Regions from separate parts of the Mus musculus genome. Here region 2 is linked to region 1. A link is a contact called in public HiChIP or PLAC-seq data. All regions are on one chromosome and are shown on one strand. The core of a region is the stretch at or near the end of the contact, and the rest is flanking DNA. Distances in the headings are between cores, read along the strand shown.

Evidence for each region. HiChIP or PLAC-seq counts read pairs in DNA pulled down with a chosen protein or histone mark.
Region 2: a BATF HiChIP or PLAC-seq map of CD8 T cells shows a contact between it and region 1, with 14 read pairs. The contact joins the enhancer-like site here to the promoter of Cpne3 in region 1. A contact is called at or near these places in 2 of 39 promoter capture datasets (the C10 cell line and pre-B cells), 4 of 484 Hi-C or Micro-C datasets (the G1E-ER4 cell line, Th2 cells, nephron progenitors and 1 more), 2 of 115 datasets of contacts at active chromatin or transcription factors (CD8 T cells and stem cell-derived neural progenitor cells) and 3 of 9 other capture datasets (adipose tissue, liver and pancreatic islet).

Annotation. Positions count from the first base shown.
Region 1 is chr4:19,567,508-19,572,017 of GRCm38.p6, reverse strand. It overlaps Cpne3 (copine III), which reads left to right and starts at 1,910. Exons shown (of 16, transcript NM_027769.3): 1 at 1,910-2,017.
Region 2 is chr4:19,679,183-19,683,692 of GRCm38.p6, reverse strand. All of the region lies in intron 2 of Wwp1 (WW domain containing E3 ubiquitin protein ligase 1), which reads left to right. Among named protein-coding and RNA genes, the nearest start is that of Wwp1, 28 kb to the left of the region's middle. Within about 2 kb of position 2,477, at least 13 of the 459 cell types and tissues checked have an H3K27ac peak or open chromatin away from gene starts, as enhancers often do. A contact at or near this core is called in CD8 T cells and liver, where this site is marked.

The sequences.
Region 1 (4,510 bases), core at 661-3,160:
GGACACAGCATTTTGTGTAGAGTAAAATAAACATGCAAATTTTTGCTCTGGAAAAGTAGATGGAAATCTATGACCATTAGGGAAGAGGAAGTAAAAGGTAAGGGACAATGATAAGTTAGGTGGCTAGCAGTGCAGTTTCTCTTCCCACTGTAAGGATTTTGAATGTTTGCTTTATATGACTAGGTCATATCTAATTTACATCTTATTTTGGATCCTTCTATGTCCAAAGTAGACTAAAGGTGAGCATGGTTGACCTACGAGAGGCAATCTCTTGAAGGAAACAAACTCACTTTCTCCCAGCAGTTTTCAGTTGCTACTACATTACTAATATACAGCTAAGAGTGAGACTTTATACCTATTGCCCCTCTCCATGCTGAGAATTTGTCCAACCTGAGCTTTTGCAGGTCATTCCAGGCTGTCAAAGTTGCAGTGAGCTCACATTTAAAACTGCCCAGAAGACTCTAGCTCTTACATTCTTTGCTTTCTGTCTTCTTTAATGATCACTGCTGGGTCTTGGAAGGAGGGGGCATGATGCAACTATCCCATTTAGGGGTATGCTTTCCTTAGTCTCACCCTCTGTGCCTTGGACATTTGCGGGACTCTGTTCACCACGGCTGCAAACAGAAGCTGCTCTGATGAGAGCGGAGAGGTGCATTAATCTATGAGTTTAACGAAAAGCCATTAGGAGCTGACTTGATACTCTGTCCATTGAGCAGAATATTTATAGTAGATTCTCCCCTGGGTCTGTGACCTGCCTAGCTGTTGTTTTTGCCTCGATAATAGTGCCAGGTATGGATTTCATTTTGTGGAGTGGAGTGGAACTTAAATCCAATCAGAAAGTGGTGAGTTATTTCCATGATATTCCTGCCACTATTGCACAAAGGGCATGTCTTTCCAGGCTGCTCATCACTGGCGCTCTAGGGTTCACTGCTGGGTAAGACTGAGATGACCTTTCTCCTCTGGAAGCTTACATATCACATTCCATTCTTTAGTCCTTTCTATTGAGTGTCCCCCCCCCCCCCCGCCTTTTTCCCCTCACCAATGTAAGTGAAGTAACTTTTGTAATACTGTTCGTTTGTCTTTGTTGATTTTTATCCCATTTTTTTCCAGCAGATATTTTAAATTTTCATTCAATAGAAGGATGTGACTTTGAGTACCCATCACCATAGGCATTTTGAGATTAGCATAATCTGATGACTTTAGGCAAATTGAACAACTGTTTACCTACCACATTTCACAGTATTTTCTTGCACCATTCTTATGAAAAGGCACGTGGCGCTAAACACATAACAAAGCTTTTGTGACGACCAAATAAAATAAATATATATTAAATAAAATAAGCATGTAAAATTACTCTGGGAAGGTGTACGCTCTACAGAAGGATGCTTAAGAGCTGGCATTTCACACTATTTCCTTGTCCAGATCTGTTTTCTTTCTTTATTTTTTTAAGGTTTATTTGTTTTGCTTTGCATGTATGAATGTTTTGCTTGCATGTTTGTACACACACACACACACACACACACACACACACACACACACATACACACACACCTGCCTGCTGCCTTGGGGAGATCAGAAGAGAATGCCAGATCCTCTGGAATGTGCTAGATGTTTGTGAGCTACAAACCGGGAACTCTGCAAGAGCAACAAGTGCTCTTCACTTCCGAGCCCCCCCCCCCTCCCCCCCAGACCAGATCAGATATTTTACTGCCTAAAGTCAATTACGGGTTTTGTAAGAATTCTTTAAAAGGTCAGCGGGTTGAGGCGCAGCAAAGAAAACTGGGAGTGAAAATGGGTTGAAATGGGTTGGGCAGCAAGCTCCCTATCAAAAGCAAAACTTCACCTTGGTCCCGCCCACAAGCTCCGCCCTCGCCCCTCCGCTCCGGGACTCCGCCCACGAGCCCCGCCCCTCCGCGGTCCAGCCCTCAGGTTCCAGTAAAGCCCCTGCGGTCCTGCCGCCTTGCGGTGCTCCTCGCTGGCTCTCCACCCTCACTCGACTTCTGCGGCGATATAGCACGTGAGTGCGTGACTTTTCCCAGCTCCGGAGCCGTGTGTCCCAGCCCAAGCCTGCAGCCTCCCGGGAAGCGGGCCGGTCCCGGGCGGGAAGACTTAGGGCCCTCAGGCTTCCATGGCCCGTCCCTCCGGGCCCCGGGCGCTGGAAGTGCTCCGTGGGTTTCCGGTGCCCACTCTGGGGACTCCCGAGTGTCGCGTGCTGGGTCCGCGGCCCGTGGAAGTCCGGGGCTGGGGGTCAGCCTGGGGGCCGCGAGCGCCTCCTGGGCCTGCGGCTCGCGCACCTGAAGAACCCTGCCGGGGATCCGCGGGCCTCGAGTGGAAGGGCAGGGTGGGGCGAAGGGTTACAGCCCCGAAATCTCGGTCCCGCTCAGCGGGGAAAGATTGGTGAACCAGACGAACCGGTCGTGTGGGGGAACGGTGGAGGAAAGGCTGCGTGCTGAGGGAAAAGGTGCTACTGAATTCGGTGCAAAGCTGGGCCTGGGTGAAGTCCTAGCAAGCTCCTGCACCTGTGTCCAGGGCTTTGGGCTCACTGCACACGCGACGCGAAGGAAGGGCAGTGCCACTTACTTGTTTTGCAGTCAGAAACTTGAGAGCATAGTGACCGTTAGTGTTGGCGCTAATGCACTTGACTGCGATCAGCTTTTGTTTCTTTCTGTTGTGTTTGTGGCCGCCAATAATCAGAGGGTGAAGTAGGATTAAAATAACCAGTGGTTTGCAGTGACCCACAACCTCTGTGTTAAGACCATTTTTATATATAGTTAGCTCACAACAAGCATAAATGCGACTATTATCTTTTTCACTCCTCAGGAAACTGGAATTAATTTATGAAACTTGGCACCTCTGAAAGTGGTAGCATTAGGTTTCGATTGTGGTCTGTACTTTTTTTTTAATACTTTACGATTTACAAAAGTAAGTGAATCTTATTTCACAAGAAAGGCAGTGACTATCTGTCTAGTTTCAAGTATGTTCTGAGGTTTTGTTATCTGTCTAACCTTTGGGTGGGATGCCCAACCCTTTATGGTGTGTTTCTACATTTGTAAAATGGATATAGCACTGATGTGTCAGAGTGGTGAGGGCTAAATAAAATGTTTGTAGATCACTCATCGAAGTGTCTGATACATAAATAACGATAAGATAAATGATGATGGTAGTTGTAGTGACAACAGTGGATTCTCAGAATCTATCTGCTTTTCAACACTCCCCCTCACCCTGCCCCCTCTGTTTTGAGAATATTTTTTAAAAGGCGGCCCCTTTTGGCTGATGAGTTGAAAAATGCACCCCACTCGAGCCTGAAAATCTAGTGCCTCATCTCCAAGATTGGACCATGCAGAAGCTCTCTTAATGAGACAAAACTGAATTTCTGGTTTTTAGATTAAAACACGCCTGGCACAGGAAGGGAAGGAAGTACTGTCTTTCAGAATCTCTTCTCTGATCTATCCCCTAAAGCTGACGTCTAGAATTGGGGGAGCAAAATTATTCATTGCCTCCAAAGGCATGTTGATAATTGGACATCTCTTTTAATTTTACTTGAACATTTATAAACAGTGATCTATAAAATAAAGCCTTAATTCCAGCACTCAGGAGGCAGGGTCAGGTAGGTCTCTAAGTTTGAGGCCAATCTGATATGTAGAGGGAATTCCAGGACAACTAGTGCTATATACAGAAACTCTGTTGGAAACCAAAAACAAACAAACAAACAAACAAAGGAAATTAAGATATTTTATGGGGCTGGTGACCGTGGTTGGTGTAAGGGAACTTGTCTATCAAGCTGATGACCTTGGGCTTAGTCCTGCAACACTGAAATAAACAAATAATTAATTAAAATATTTCTTAGCATTCTTTACAGTGACATTTCTTCTGCACCTGCATCTGCTCAAGCACTCAGCTCATATTGTCTCTGTGCTCTCTCATCTCTTCTTATGCCTTGGTTCGTGGGGTTTTCTTTCTTGCTGTCTTTTGGTGCTGTCCTCAGATTCCATTTATAGTTGTTAAACTACCTCTTTTCCAAAAATTTCTTTCACTAACGGTGAAAGATAAGTTAAGAAAGATAATGTTGGATGTGAAAAATGATTTCATGACATTTTGACCTTTAAATATTCAAAATGAGGCACAATTCTTTGTCAAAGTTTGATCTTGCTGGTGGATCTTTTAGAAAGAATCAATACCACTTCCATTAGTTCTCAGCCTCTTGAGGAATCCATTACACTGTTAGGTCCTTTCTGAGGCCTTTATGTTACAGTCTAACTTCCTTCTAAAGTGGTTTTGTTTTGTTTTAATGTTCTTGATTTGTTTTGTAGATACTGCTGCCTAGGTTAAAGTGTAAATGAACCAGGTAGAAGACCTCTAGAAGATTTGTTAAAAGAGTCGCCAAGAAAGAACTTAAATGACCACTTATCATAAACTTTTTAACATTAAGTTTCATACTGATAAAGAAGGGAACTTATATACACATTTTGATAACATTCTGATAACAAAATTTAAACCATAGCGTAGCTAT
Region 2 (4,510 bases), core at 1,228-3,727, 110 kb before region 1:
TACCCTTGACTTTAATCTCCTAACCCTCAGAACTCCAATTTTGGGCCCTTCAAACTTCTTTCAGTGATGTATTACTACATCTGGTACATTGGTATGTTTTTATGGGCGTTGTTCTGTTTTAGGGCTCTCTTTCTTCATTAGTCTTGCAAGCTATTCATTTCTTATTGTTTTGTTAGTTTTCTTGGGAGATGTGAATGAATATTCATTCTTTCTAGGCAGAGTACTGACAACAGACCAAAGAAACAGTTGCATCCAAATCCAGCTTGGTGAGCCAATGGTTCACTGGAGTTATTTTTAAGAGCATGGTTGAAGAACATGAAAATCTATGTAGTTGCATTACCGCAGCATAGGTGACAACTTATAAAAGCTGCATTCCTAGAGCTAGCTCCCTGACCAATTCTTAGGCAGTCCTTCTCCTCAGCAATCGATTACTGATGGCATAATCTTGGGGAGGGACCTTGCGAATCTTAAAAATACCTGAAGTTTTGAGCATTATTTTCTAAGCCCAATTTTTCTTAGCTTTGGGGATCTAAATGGGCCTCTCTCTTCCCTCCAGTAGTTCAGTTCAGAGGAAACAGCTAGGTAGCAGGTTTGTTTGCTAAGAAATAGCTTTTGTCTTTATTGATACTTTTATTGCTATTTTTCTAGTTCAGTATCATCTCTTTTTGTTTTCTTCACATTAATTGTGTGTAATTAACTCAGGACTTCAAATTCCTTTTCCTAGGTCACTTGAGAATGCTATATGTACTTATCTGTAAGTGTAACTTTTTTGTTTTGGTAGTCCACAAACTTTTATGTGTAATATCTTTGCATTCATGTTTTTTTTTCATTTGAAAAATTACTATTATGGTTTATTCAGTGAACAGAATTCTAAAACAGAAGAAGTAGCTTCGTTCTCTTGCTCGCTCCACAGTTGCTCTTCTGCTTCTTACTTTCCACTTAGTCATCAGGTGTTGTCTTTCACAATACAAAGTTGCGGGGCTGGATTGGGAGGTGTCAGCAGGAGTCATTTTACTTAGGGGTAATCGGAAGCTTCACATTTGAGGTTTTGAAAGGGATGTCTATTTCTGATTCAGGAGCTGGGTTTTTGTAGGTAGTAAGAGAAAAGGGCCCATTGTGAAAACTTCAAGTAACTCATAGGTCTTGCAATGACAAACAGAGCTGAGGTTAAAAGGGAGGAAGGTTAGTGTTAAAACAGCTTAATCAGAACTATAAGGGATGAGGAACAAAGTGCTTACAACTGAGTATGAGATAGCTTAGGAGACATAAGAGCAAAACAGATAGACAGGCCAGTATTGGTGGACTGGCAACAGATAGACGGACCAGTATTGGTGGACTGGCAGGCTATCTTTTGTGAATCTTGTCCTCACTCCTGAGAATGTACGCTGGGAACTATTGCTGTTTTACACATTCTTACTTCTAATGTAGGCAATTATAACAGACTAAGTAAAAATAGTTTCTAAGAAAGCCTCTACTTATGTCAGGAAAGAGACCCAGAACTGATTTATAAATCAGGAGTTAATAAGAACATCTGTAGCTGTTCTCTGATGGCTGTGAGGAACAAAAAGAGCTTAGTGTGATTAACAGCACTGAGACACCTACAGGATTGGAGGTAGCAACACTAGCCAGTAATTACTAACTAGCAGACAGTTAAGGCCCACAACTTTTAAAGCTGAAGTCAGAGATGGACAAAGCAGGATTGGGGGCTTCAACTACCTGTCACTGGTGAACTTCATGTAAACAGATTATGGATAATCTCTTTGGTTGAGACAGGACATGCCTAGAGCAAATGGGCCCCCAGTGGCTCAAGCCTGTGATAGCCCAGTGGACTAACCAATCTCATAGTGATTATCTCATCTCTTCCCCAGTTTTTACCACAGTTCTAGAAAAATCACAAGACAAAATAATTCAACGTTTCCTCTCTTGGCATCTCTTCCACTTTTGGGACTTCCTTTTAACTTTCATTTAAATTTACTTTAATATCTTTTAACAAAGCTTGTGTTTGCTTTGCTTGCTCCTATGAGTGTCCATGTCCTTAATAATATTTGGTAAGAGAGTGAACTCAGAAGCTACTGTTCCAGGTTGGCCTTTGGTAGCAGTGAGTGTCTGGCATCCTGTATTAAGCACAATTGTGTGGTAAGAGTGCCTGTCACTATAAAATACCCTGAAATGTTACCATCCTTGTAATGATCTCATGGGTTACTGTCTTTGGAGTACCAAAACTGATTGTGCCATCTGCCATAGGCATTTTAGTGGCCCACACTTGCTCTTGCTTCAGGAGACACCTGCACAGTGCTTTTCCTGGAATCAACCTCAGTATCTTAGTATTGAGTGCCTCAGTCATTGCAGCAGTCCATGTATCTGTTGTTTCTGTAATACTCATATTTGCCTTCAGAGTTTTGAGAGTATTGCCTCTTCTAGGTTTGAGACTTATCAAAGCTGTTTTTGGCAGGATTGCCTGTCCATTTTTATTTGTTTAATCCTTATCTTGAATTCAGTCATGGCCAAAAGAACAATCACTTGTCCCTGTCTTTGTCCTGTACATCATAAGCAGTATCAACTTACTCTCTCACTTAAAGACTTCATTGATGCTATGGGCAGTACTTATAGAATCCTGGCCTATAATTTAATGTATTTAATCCCAGCACTCAGAAGACAGAGGTAAATGGATCTCTGAGTTTGATGTGATCTTTCTGTATGGAGCTCACGTTTTATGGTTCCTGTTTAGAAAAGGTGAAAACTAAGGAGAGGTGGAAGTTTTAGTTAATAATTGCTTTGATATTGATTAACTCATTTGGCAATGGGTGTGTGTGATAGAACAAGGTTAATTGGTGTACACTAAGTTATATTTAGGATAAGTAGGTTAAACATCTGTAAATGACTATAGATAGCTATAAAGTATTAAAAAGCTAGAAGATTTTGAATGTTTCACCAAAAATAAAAAAAAAAATAAAAAATTGAAGCAATAGATATGCTTACTCTGGTATAATATTTCACAATGTAGACATCTATTAAAACATCATTTTGGGGCTGGATGGATGGCTCATTGGTTAGGAGCACTGGCTGCTTTTCGACAGGATCTAGTTTTAGTCCCCAGCACCCATATGGCAGCTCACAGCTATCTCTCATTGAGTGCTAGGGAACCTGACACTCTTGTGTAGCCTACATGGGCACTGCATTCATCTGATACATACACATACATGCAAGCAAAACCACCATACACATAAAATGTTTTTTATCAAATCACATTGCACTCCAAATGTATGTAGAGTTTAGTTGTCATTTACAGTAAAAGTAAATGCATAAATAACAGGATAAAGTTGGCTGTGGGCTCTATGTGAACTGTATCTTTTCAATTTTTTTTATAAATCTGAAAGTATTATAAAGTAAAATATCTGTTTAAATCAATTTTTATCTTTTTTCCAAACTTAGATTAATCGTTTTCTAGTTTCTTCTTGATTGGCCATACTTTATTTCATCGTCCATTGATAAAATTAGAATGTAAAAGTATACAGTTGTAATTTTGAAAGTCCCTGAGAGTCAGAAACTATTGGATTGGATTTTTCTTGACTTCCTTCCTTCCTTCCTTCCTTCCTTCCTTCCTTCCTTCCTTCCTTCCTTCCCTCCCTCCCTCCCTCCCTCCCTCCCTCCTTCCCTCCCTCCCTCCCCCCTCCTCCTCTTCCTCCTCCTCCTCCTCCTCCTCCTCCTCTTCCTCCTCCTCCTCCTTCTTCTTCTTCTTCTTCTTCTTCTCTCTCTCTCTCTCTCTCTCTCTCTCTCTCTCTTCTTGTCAGGGTCTTGTGTAGAACTGGCTGTCCTAGAACTCACTCTGTAGACCAGGCTGGCCTCAAACTCAGAAATCTGCCTGCCTCTGTCTCCCTAATGCTGGGATTAAAGGTGTGTGCCACCACTGCCCAGGTCTTCTCTTCACTTACTTACAGGCTCAGATTAGGCTGCTCTTCATTTTGGGTAGCCCCAGTGGCTAAGTGAGAATGTTTTCCTGAGGGTCTATATAAATGGGCTGCTAGTGTTCTCATGGAATTTTGGTATAGGGCCTCACAATGAGCTCCCTTCACCTTGTAGCAGGCCCAGTTCTTGTCTCTTTGACCATATGCTGCCACCATCAGCCTACATATCAGGATAATATGTCTTTGTCTATACACTCTCCATTTCTTTTATTTATTTATGTGGGGGTGGAGCAGCACATGTCATGCTGTACTTGTGGAAATTAGAAGACGACCTGTGGGATACTAAGAATGAACTAAAGTTGTCAGCTTTGTCCTCAAGTCACTTCATACACTGAATCGTCCGGCCCATCCTTTTCTTACTATCGTATTATCTGTTTGTTTGGTTTTTTTTAAGACTATCATTATATAAGTGTGGTGTAGGACTGAATTTCTTATATGATCTTAACAGCTGATTGCTCTCAAGTAGATGTCATTCATAAGCCTGCTTTCTCATCTGTAGAATAAGAACATTGAACTGAATGAGGTTTTGATCATAGATTAGTAAC